Regions from separate parts of the Bombyx mori genome. Here region 1 is linked to region 2. The links are chromatin contacts, called in public Hi-C maps. All regions are on one chromosome and are shown on one strand. The core of a region is the stretch at or near the end of the contact, and the rest is flanking DNA. Distances in the headings are between cores, read along the strand shown. Region 1 overlaps LOC101740927. Region 2 overlaps LOC101740927.

What was found. A called contact is a pair of places that touch in the nucleus more often than the background predicts.
Region 1: a Hi-C map of whole pupa shows a contact between it and region 2, with 3 times the contacts expected there. The contact joins two enhancer-like sites. A contact is called at or near these places in 2 of 7 Hi-C or Micro-C datasets (midgut and whole pupa).

What each region holds. Positions count from the first base shown.
Region 1 is chr18:13,227,610-13,232,868 of ASM3026992v2, forward strand. The region is part of intron 3 of LOC101740927; the gene reads right to left. Among protein-coding and RNA genes, the nearest start is that of TRNAT-CGU, 32 kb to the right of the region's middle. Within about 2 kb of position 3,937, at least 1 of the 8 cell types and tissues checked has open chromatin away from gene starts, as enhancers often do.
Region 2 is chr18:13,170,416-13,175,386 of ASM3026992v2, forward strand. All of the region lies in intron 3 of LOC101740927, which reads right to left. Among protein-coding and RNA genes, the nearest start is that of LOC101737357, 28 kb to the left of the region's middle. Within about 2 kb of position 2,401, at least 4 of the 8 cell types and tissues checked have open chromatin away from gene starts, as enhancers often do.

The DNA.
Region 1 (5,259 bases), core at 2,687-5,186, 59 kb after region 2:
CCATTACAAATCTTTCTTAGATCAATTACTTTTTATTTTATCTTAACCTAAAACAACATAGAAATTTAACAACGATCATGTAGTCTCAAAAATATATGTATCTCGGAGACGGTCATTAGTTTGGTAGCTAAACGAAACGCAGCTTGATTCTCGAGTGATGGCGTCGTGGGGTCGTCGCGTCCCTTTGCGGGGGCGCGGACATGTGACTCCCTGCCTATTGAGGCAGGGGTGATGCGCTGCTGGATGGAGTATCAGGCAGGCTTGATGTTGATGGGTGGGATCGACTTCTGTCTTCGTTCTTCATCTCTTCTTCTTTAGTATTTAATTTTGTCTTCATTCTTCGGGGCGGCCGCTTCTCTCCTCCAAATTTTTTTTTTCCTTCGCGTGATGGCAGCACGATTCCCGAGTGATAGCAGCACGATCGCGGTATCGTTGGAACTCGCCTAACTTCGTGCTACGACAGAGCCTAGCCGATGGAGGCGCGTAGACGCCATCACACTTGTCAACCAGCCTTCTTGAAGAGCGGTGACTCCGTCCTAAGAACTGTCATTCTTTTTCGTTTGCTAACGTCAAGAGAAGATTTCTGAATTGTTCTAAGACAACAAACGTGTTTGGTATACTCAATATTTTCTCTTAGCTCGATAATTCTGTTCGTTCCCCCTATGATGTCTGACGATGGTGTTAATAATTATGGTTTCTCCGACATGTATATTTCAATAATATAGTGAATTTACACAAAAAAAAACAATTTATTAAAGTCATTCCGTAAATAAGAAACTGGACTCTGGGCTGTAAATTTGAAATGGACAAATCAGATGTTATATCAAATAACAAAATTATGCACATCATCATTAAATAATGCTCATACAAATGCAATTTCTATTATGCAGATTTGATTCCTAATGCACCTTTTTTTAAATACTCACCAGTTTGAAATACATATATACGTGTTACAAATCTGTTGTTGAGAAATGAAACTTCTTAAGAGTCACCATAACAAAGGTATTTTAATATAAATTGTGTTTAGTTTGTGTTTAGGTTTGTGTTTGATCTTAGAGACGAAAAAAATTAAGCTATAGCCAATGAGCTGTTTACATGCACCATCATACACTACCATGACATCAGACCATCTGATCTGATGTTATCAGGATCTATTTCTAAGCAGGCAACAGTCCTCACCTGTTTTTGACGAGTATCAATAAATCCTTTACGGAAATAACCATTAGAGAGCAACAACCTATGGTTTCGAATATCCGTGTACTCAAGACATGCGGTGAAGTTCTACTATTAAGGTCCGTTGCTATCCAAATTTAGATAATAAGTTTCTTTTCTACATCGGCGTTGGCTGGCACGTAAAGCTCTTTAGGTCTAGATAGTTAAACGTTTTATTTATGCGATTCAGTTTTAAGCACGCAATGTAAAACAAAAGATCAGTCACTTGTCAAAAAGACCAAGTTGAACAACACAATGCTCCGGAAACGCCAATAATTATTCGACCTACTGTTTGATATTCATTGCTTCTTATTCCGATGCCACAAGGGCATTTTCTTTTCTCCTTCCCGCTATATGGCTAGAATAATAAATATGTATGCCCAATAGAATAATAAATGAAACCCAATTTGTCATAAATTTTTATTGCTCTAGTTCATCTTAAGATGGGTGTAAATATTTGCGTTGCAGCATCAACGTAGCTGGTACAACTACAGTTACAACACGTTCCGATTATCATATACCTTCTACTGAGGAATAGTTATTTTTATAATTCCTATCTAAGTTACTTTTCAGAATCGTAATTATAAGTAATTGTATGGTTCTGGCTGTGACTATTATTAAGGTACGATCGAAAATAGCCATAAGATTAGGGATCAACGTCCTCATGTTTCATGGGCCAGCCCGTGCAGTGAAGGCACGGTGCGGCGACCGGCCTTAACCAAAATGTCTGTGCGCTGACGTCGGCTATTAGAAAGTTGCTGTTTGCGTCACGACGCATCGGTGTCGACGACCTCACCGCCTGTTAGGGTTGCCAATTTCTATCAGTAATTTTTTTAGGACGAAAACAAAGAAAAGCTCTGTTTTTCGCTCTATTAAAACTCGAAATCAAATTGGTTACTTTTTTTAAAGCAGTAAAGGTGCACTAACTAAAAAGATCATTGTTAAAAATACAACTCCAGCATTGTTATATGTATCCATTATTAGATAGATGAAGCATCAACGAAAACAAAATCTTCATGTGTCTGTCGTGTGCACAACAGAAATGAAACATCCAAAAATTTTGGTTTTACCAAAATTATGAAACGTGTCAACCCTGATTCGAATGGGTTGCATCACGTCATTGTGCTAGCCTCAAAGCGCGACGCATCCACAACAAAGTAACTAACTTAGCGATTGCTTATCACCCACAAAACCTTCAAATGTAATTTCATAAATACATCGAATGTTCTTTCACACAAAAATGCAATCGTTCTGTTCAATACTTTGTTTATTTCTTTAGAGTAAAGAACATCATTAGTGGTTACCGAAGCTCACAGACACCACAAGAAGTACACCGTATTGTTAACATGTCCAAAGCCTCAACCGGGACATAGTCAATAAAACTGTATCTTATGTGAGACCAGAAGATTTTCATAACAATATCGGTTATTTAAAGCTTCTAGACAGCCGAACTAAACTGTCTGATGCTTCAAAATTGATTGAATCAAACTTCCATGACCAATTATAGAGACTCCATTTACCAATAAATTTATAATGGAGTGCTATTACCGAAGTTTAACAAAATTTACCGAACAACAAAACTGCATGGTAGTTCGAGCGCACTTTAATTAGTAGTTTATAACTTTGTTATTGTGTAGGTACTTGAAAATGCTCTTCATAAAGTGTAATTAAGGTGATACAAGAACGCGACCCTGACTTCATCGTGAAGGTGCTAATACTTTTACGATTTCCACTAACACTTTAAAGTCAGAAGATCCTAAAATAATAACATTCTTACCAGCTATTCATTAAGTGATATGGCCATGTGATCCAACCAGCTCTGTATGCTGTGTATTAAAATCTTTTATCTCTAATCTCCTCAACTTTTTCCAATATTATTTCCTATTTTTGGTGACGGCATGGGCGGATATAACCCAGCACGGGAAGGTTAATCTTACCATTCTGTCGCGAAGCTGTCATGTGTTTTGGTATCAAGGGCCTAAGCAGGCCTAAGGTTATCTAAAACAATTAAGTCTTCGATCTCATGTCTCAAAGTGAGTATTCACGTTTCTATGAGCTCCGGTAGGACCCGCTTCGTGAGCTATAAATAGGTGAACATATCGACGCTTGAAAGGAAAAAGTGACTAAGCAACTGATTTGTACATAAATCATATTCGATACGCAAAAAAAAAAATATTCTAGATCTATTAAAATCATTTCAATCCTACAGCTACTAGCTAGATTCTACTACAGGTGGATTCGTTAAAATAAATTTTGTTTTCAGGTATTTCAACTTTAAATTAGTCTACTGTAAAGTTCACGCATTGTCGCTTAGTCACGTTTGCTTTTCAAGCGTCGATATACATTGCTGGTTGATTCAAAGTGTTCATATAATTAAAGAGTATTTATACACCAAATCTGGTATGACAGACACTGTGCATCGAAGACTTCCACTTCTCTACGCCGCCAACGAATCGATACTAAAAACTTAAAGCCACTTATCAACGGAACCGAAATGTATATTGGAAATCTTAAAAACGCTTATAAAAATACCGGTCCGACCGGAAATAAATGGTTTTTCTTCTTATACACATTAAAGCCATAGTCAACGACCTTTGATGGGTGTTACGAAAACAATTCGACTATAATGAGATTTAAAATAAAATCAGTTTACTGTTATTATAGCATTGACAGAGGCGAACATAATATTCTGTGACGTCAGCCAGATATAGTTTTTATGTAACCATGATATCATTTTGTATTTGTATGCGATGATATAACGTTTACGAATGCTTAAAAGCGTTACTACATTTTTATGATCCTAAGTTAGTGAAATAAGAAGCCCAGTTAAGGTCGAGAGAAACCGCTATTATTAAAAAAAACATTAAGTTGTTTGGTCAGAGACGTCATAGATGATTTTTTAGTTATACAAGAACACAACTGATATGTACTTAACATTTAAAACAACTTTATTAAACTAACTAGACGTACTCCGCTGTTTCATTTGGGTTAATTATGTAATTCAGAATAAATGGGACTCGTTAACATTATCCTTCCCGCCTGGCCTCCAAACCACCAGTAATCCTTCAATTACAAAAAAAAACCAGGAATAAAAAGTTTCTTGTGACACTCTCTGGCCCACATAAACAAAATCTTCAGCTTTACAATATTAGTATAGATATACTTGGTATTCCCGAATGATGCCGTTTACCATGATAAAAAGTATCCTTTGATTAGAAACTAACTTTGTAAGAAATTGCGACCCGATGCGTTCAATTATTTTTGCGTGATCGAGTAACACACATACTACATACAATTGTAATTTTAGCATAGCTGATCGCCTCCTTGTTCGGGTTCAGCTTATCTATTAGCCCACAGAGTTCGGCATCCCGGTCGAAGTCAATATTTTCGTGACGGCTATTCTATGCTAAAGACTAAGTTTTGATATTCGAAGTTTGAGTGTACTTGTTCATTTGTATTTCCAGTTTCCAGACCGTTTCATTATCCAATTTCGAGTTTCTACGGTGGTGTTTGATTATTTACTGGATGATGACCGAGCTTTGCTCGGTTTTTTTTTTGATAACGCCATCTTGTCTCTTTAAAGCGGTTAGTTGCCCTCAACTAAGAAAAATAGTATTATTAGGCGCCAATAAATGTCGGGAAGAGTTGACTATTGAAATCACGAATAAAACAACATTTTCTGAAAATAAATCGTAGCTAGATCGATTTATCGCGCCCGAAATCCCCTGTATACTAAATTTTATGAAAATCGTTGGAGCCGTTTCCGAGATTCAGATTATATATTTATAATTAATATACAAGAATTGCTCGTTTAAAGGTATAAGATACGTATGCAAGCTTTTTGTTTTTCTTAAAAAGAAATCTGTGCAGATATTTTAGTCATTAGTTTTTCTGTAAAACGTTCTTCGATACGGTCAACCTGCGAATGCACCTCTGATACATTACAGTCGCACTCAAGTTCGTATTAGAGCTAGTGCGCATAACTGGAAAAAGCAGTTAATACAAGTCGAACTGCTAAACTTGATTCAGGAACCTGCTCCGAGCCGC
Region 2 (4,971 bases), core at 1,151-3,650:
TAAAGCTGACTTAAGGCCTTTAAAAAGCAAATGGTATTGGGTTTATTTAAGTCAGGACTAAGAGCACCTACTTATCACTTGTTGGACTTCATCCTGATCAAGAGCTGCAACTTACATTCAAGCACAGCGACTTAGATTATGAAATGTATTAGGCCTGAAGATTACGTATAATGTAAATATGTTGTGTCTATGTAGCCGCCATTCAGAAGACACTTGCATGCCAGTCCACAATCTACCATAAACTACTCCTCATCATTCGTCACCACAGGATATGTTTCCGTAATTCCTATCTTGAATACCCGTGGTATTCTTTTGTGGCTTGCACGAGTTATTATTCTGTCTATTTCTGCCGCAAAATAAGCACGCGTTATGGTTCGGAACACGAGTTAACCATTATTCTAATGCGACTATGTCTTCAGCTCTGACGAAGCGGTACTTCATTATTGAAGGAATCATATGACAATTTTTTTGCCTTTATAGACCCGGCCAACCTAAAGGTCAGTCAGTGTACCTCGTGGATACCCTCCGCCGAGCCGATGCCAACTAAAAACTAAAATATGAGCTTTTTCGACAGTGTACCCATAGAACAACAACGATTGAAGTTGTCGTGATTAGTCTAGAACGCCATACACTTAACACCATTACATAATGAACGTCACATGAGTTTACATGACGCCGGCTAGAACTCATCAATCACCACTCCAGATATTTACGACTCAGAATTTCATGCGTGACCTGACACTATGCCGTGTACTTTGGCTGAGTGTCAAAAAGGTTAAAATTCTTCGCAAAGATTCGTATTTTGTTATCTCAATCACATAGACTGAATGGCGGGGTCCTAACCTTTCTTCGACTCAGCCCGACTCCGAGTTCGTAGTGGAGCCAATCTTGAAGGTCTACAAGAAAACCGAACCATATGCTACATTGTCTTCTAAAGACCTATTCGCGGTGAAAGTGCTCTCCTTTGTATTGTAAAATAGTCTTGAATAACTTACTAGTTGAATGACAATGTTGATCCACATCAGTAGGTACACCACCATACATATTTCTTATTCGAAGCAATTAGCAAATTTGCGGTAGGCAGCGGCTTGGCTCTGCCCTGGCATTGCTGAAGTCCATGGGCGACGGTAACCACTCACCATCAGGTGGGCCGTATGCTCGTCTGCCTACAAGGGCAATAAAAAAAAATGCGTTTCGGTTTAAGGGATAGATCTGTCGTGACTAAAGGGTGGCGGCATTAGTGATATCTATGGGAGGAATATAGATAAAATCAAAGGTGGAACATGAGCATGTTGTCTGCCCATCTATGCAAAAAAAATGCTGTTTCACTTTACAAAGTAATTATTAGGTTTGTTTTTATTAATAACGACTTTCGACCAATTGAACAACAACACATATTCGTGTGTTTCACAAAACTCATTACGAAATGATAATTATAATATTTTAATAGTTCTGATGACGACTTCTTTAAAATGAGTAATATTGCAGCATTATTTCCTCATATGATACATCGGATGGTGTTGAAACAGCTCTGAACACGAATTTACGTTAAATGCAACGTTCAGTAATAATAAGGTAAAGATAATTACGGAGACGGTATTTTTAGCTATTGCAGTGAACACGGTTTGTAAGAGGAGGTTTTTGTTGGAGTAGAAATGATTTAATTTAGTTAGAAGAGTAATGTAATCAAATAGATAGCTTTGCTTTATTAATAACTAATGAGAAATGGCTTTGATATAAAGGGAATTAAACACCCATCTTTGGTAAAACTGACAAAATCCGTCATAACAAGTAAAAAGCAATCCGGAATAGTTTTCAATTATTACAACCAATAAAAGTATTTTTGCCTTTCCCTCCTCAGTCGATTCCCCACCAAGAGGCATAAAGCTACATGTAATAATACGTACTTGATAAAATATTCTGCACTGAAGTCGATTAAAAGTTTTTTCGATTTATTAGTAGTAGTATTAGTTGTCTAACTGACATTTTTGTCAAGAATCTTAGGCACGATATTTAGGATTTTGTTTGTTACCTTGAAGGTGTTTTATATAACTTTACATAGTTCTTTGAAATTGCTACTAAGCCTGTGCTTCTCACAATACGCTGAGAAACAGGCAACTAGTCGAAAACGCGGTGATTACACTTTAAAAAAGCTAGAAGGTGCTAAAGTTCTCCAAACAACGGGTCAGTGCATTTTTCCTAATAATGTATTCCTGGGATTTGGTAACGTTACTACAGCATTGGCTTGCTTAGTAGCTTATTATATATGCCAAATCGGAATCCAATAAAGCTTTACCTCAAGCGGATAAAATTCTAATGAAAAATCCTGTAAATAATTCCTCTACGAGCGTGCACGTATGGATGTCAACTATTATCGTGCTGCGATAACTGTGATATCGCCTTATCAGTTGTTTGTCGAGCTCCACCGAACACCAGCCTTATCAACACTGCTTTTATACATACGTACATATATTAAAATACTGTTTTTATCGGTATTTTTCATGCGTGTTTAGGTAAATCGATTATTTTGTGTGGAGTTGCTCGGCGTTCACGCGGTTTTGCACGATTTGGAGAAACATATTTTCTTACATGATGAAGCACACGCAAAAACGTGGATCGCAGGCCATGGGGATTCTATCCATGAATAGAGATGTATGGATACAAATGAAATGGCTCGGAAATGTTCAGACTTTTACTAAATATTAAATATTCAGGACGCTAGTAAAGTTTTAACAAGACGAACAATAAGAATACCGATATTCTAAATTGGTTGTCAGTTAAAATTTGCCTTATTAATACTATCGGCAACGATTGTCTTGAAACATCTTATTTATGAAAAACACTAGGCAAAAAATCCTATCACTAAGCTCGTTTTGATCAGTTATTGTCATGTACAAAACAGGATTATGCTGCATCGTCTCAGCGATAAGATTAGGTAAAGATTACGACTGTTTGCGTCAATGCATTATTAAAAACGAATACTATCATTGTTATCGAAATTTTCAAGTTACGGACCGGTATTCAGAACAGTTCGTATCAGATAAAGAAGCATTATCTAAATAAATTGTGTGTTTGATTTCATGCAGTGCGATTGTGAAAGAATTTGAGATAAGATAATTTTGTTTTTCACGATTTCGCGTGAACACAAAGAGCACTTAAATGTCTAATCGTTGAATTTCCAGTAAATATCAGAAGACAGAGTAAACAGTCTGAAAGTGCTGGAAATTTGTCTCGAAATAGCAACTTCCTGTGAGATTTTTCATATTACTGGCCCAATACTCCGTTTAAATACGAACTCTTGCTATACTCTAATAACAACAGAGAAGCAGAGGATTGTTTGTATTGTATCATAAAACAGAAGAAGCACGATAAAAACCAGAATCAAGAATCGAAATTTTTCAAAATAAGTTTACAATTTTCCTAATTCCCAATAACGGTACGGTAGTACACATCAAGGTTTTTTTTTCAATTATGATTTTACGCTGGTGTAAACGACCACATTTTCATTTTTTGAAACAATTGCACCTAATAATAATGTATAAACGGATGCATTAGAATGCATTCTCAATATTTTTTCTGAAAAATTCAATAATATCGAACGCTAGTATTCATTACAATATTGTTTGTGTATGCCCCAAATCAACAACAAAATTGAACGTTCTTCTATGGTGTAAACGGTGGTGCTACACTCCATTTTATTAAGTTCCTCTTTCTCTCCTTACCGATCAGTATCTCATTCCATTTGATTTGCTGATTAGACTGAACATGTGCCAAAATCATTACTATCATGATATTAATCCTATATTCAGTGATGCCTCATCCAAAGATTTCCACAGCGTCATTATTTGGAAGCATAACCTGTCTAGGTCGATTCGTCATCTGTGAGCATTTTTAATCGCCATTCCACATAGCCCCCTCCAAGCTATCAAACAGAGCAAAATTTTTTCCGTTTGAGTTAGAAAAAATGAGAAATTTAAGAACACGTTTCACAATTTTACTGGTGGTAGGACCTGTTGTAAGTCCGGTATCACCACCCTGCCTATTTCTACCGTGAAGCAGTAATGCGTTTCGGTTTGAAGGGTGGGGCAGCCGTTGTAACTATACTTGAGACATTAGAACTGATATCTCAAGGTGGGTGGCGCATTTGCGTCGTATATGTCTATGGGCTCCAGTAACCACTTAACACCAGTTGGGCTGTGAGCTCGCCCACCCATCTAAGCAATAAAATAATAATACTAATAATTGTCGATTGATGCCAGTCATGCTTAAAGTCGCTTACCAGCGTAAGCTTAAACAAATAATGCTTAATATTCCATTCTGTTAATTAACGTAGGTATTTATTAAAACTGTTTACAACGTACGACCGTACGATAAGAGTTATGACTTTGTATGGTCGACATCATTTATTATTTTTAACTCGAGTTCACGTGATATCGGGCGGAGGTCATGATTACGTAGCAGATACCTATTGCATCGTCCGCGAATCTTCGATAAACAACGCAATATCTAGACTGTTGATTTGTAAACATACGCTTGAATCGCTGAGGTAGGTACTTCAATTTTTTTACATTGCTATATGGGTCAGGGCTGTGGAGATATGCAGATCGTTGAGTCTCACATACCCCGCGCGACCCTTTTGCGCGGGGACCCCGTAGGAGGTTCGGCCCCATACCCGAAAAAAAAAGGGCTGTGAAGATGTGTAGATATGTGTAATCTATATACTTTTTTTAATTCACGGGTGAAAATACTCACAGCCTACATCCGGCTTTAAGTAGTTAGTGGAGCATATACGGCTACCAACTTTGAGAGATGAGGTCTAAGTCTTCATTGTATAGTATAATGGCTGTACCGTCTTTCAAACTACAACGCTTGGCGGCAGAATTAAGGTGATTTGTGCTTCGGGTATCCTGTGCCACAAATTAGAAGTCTCATAACAGCAAATGCCGTTTTAAACATTTTAATTTAGGTACA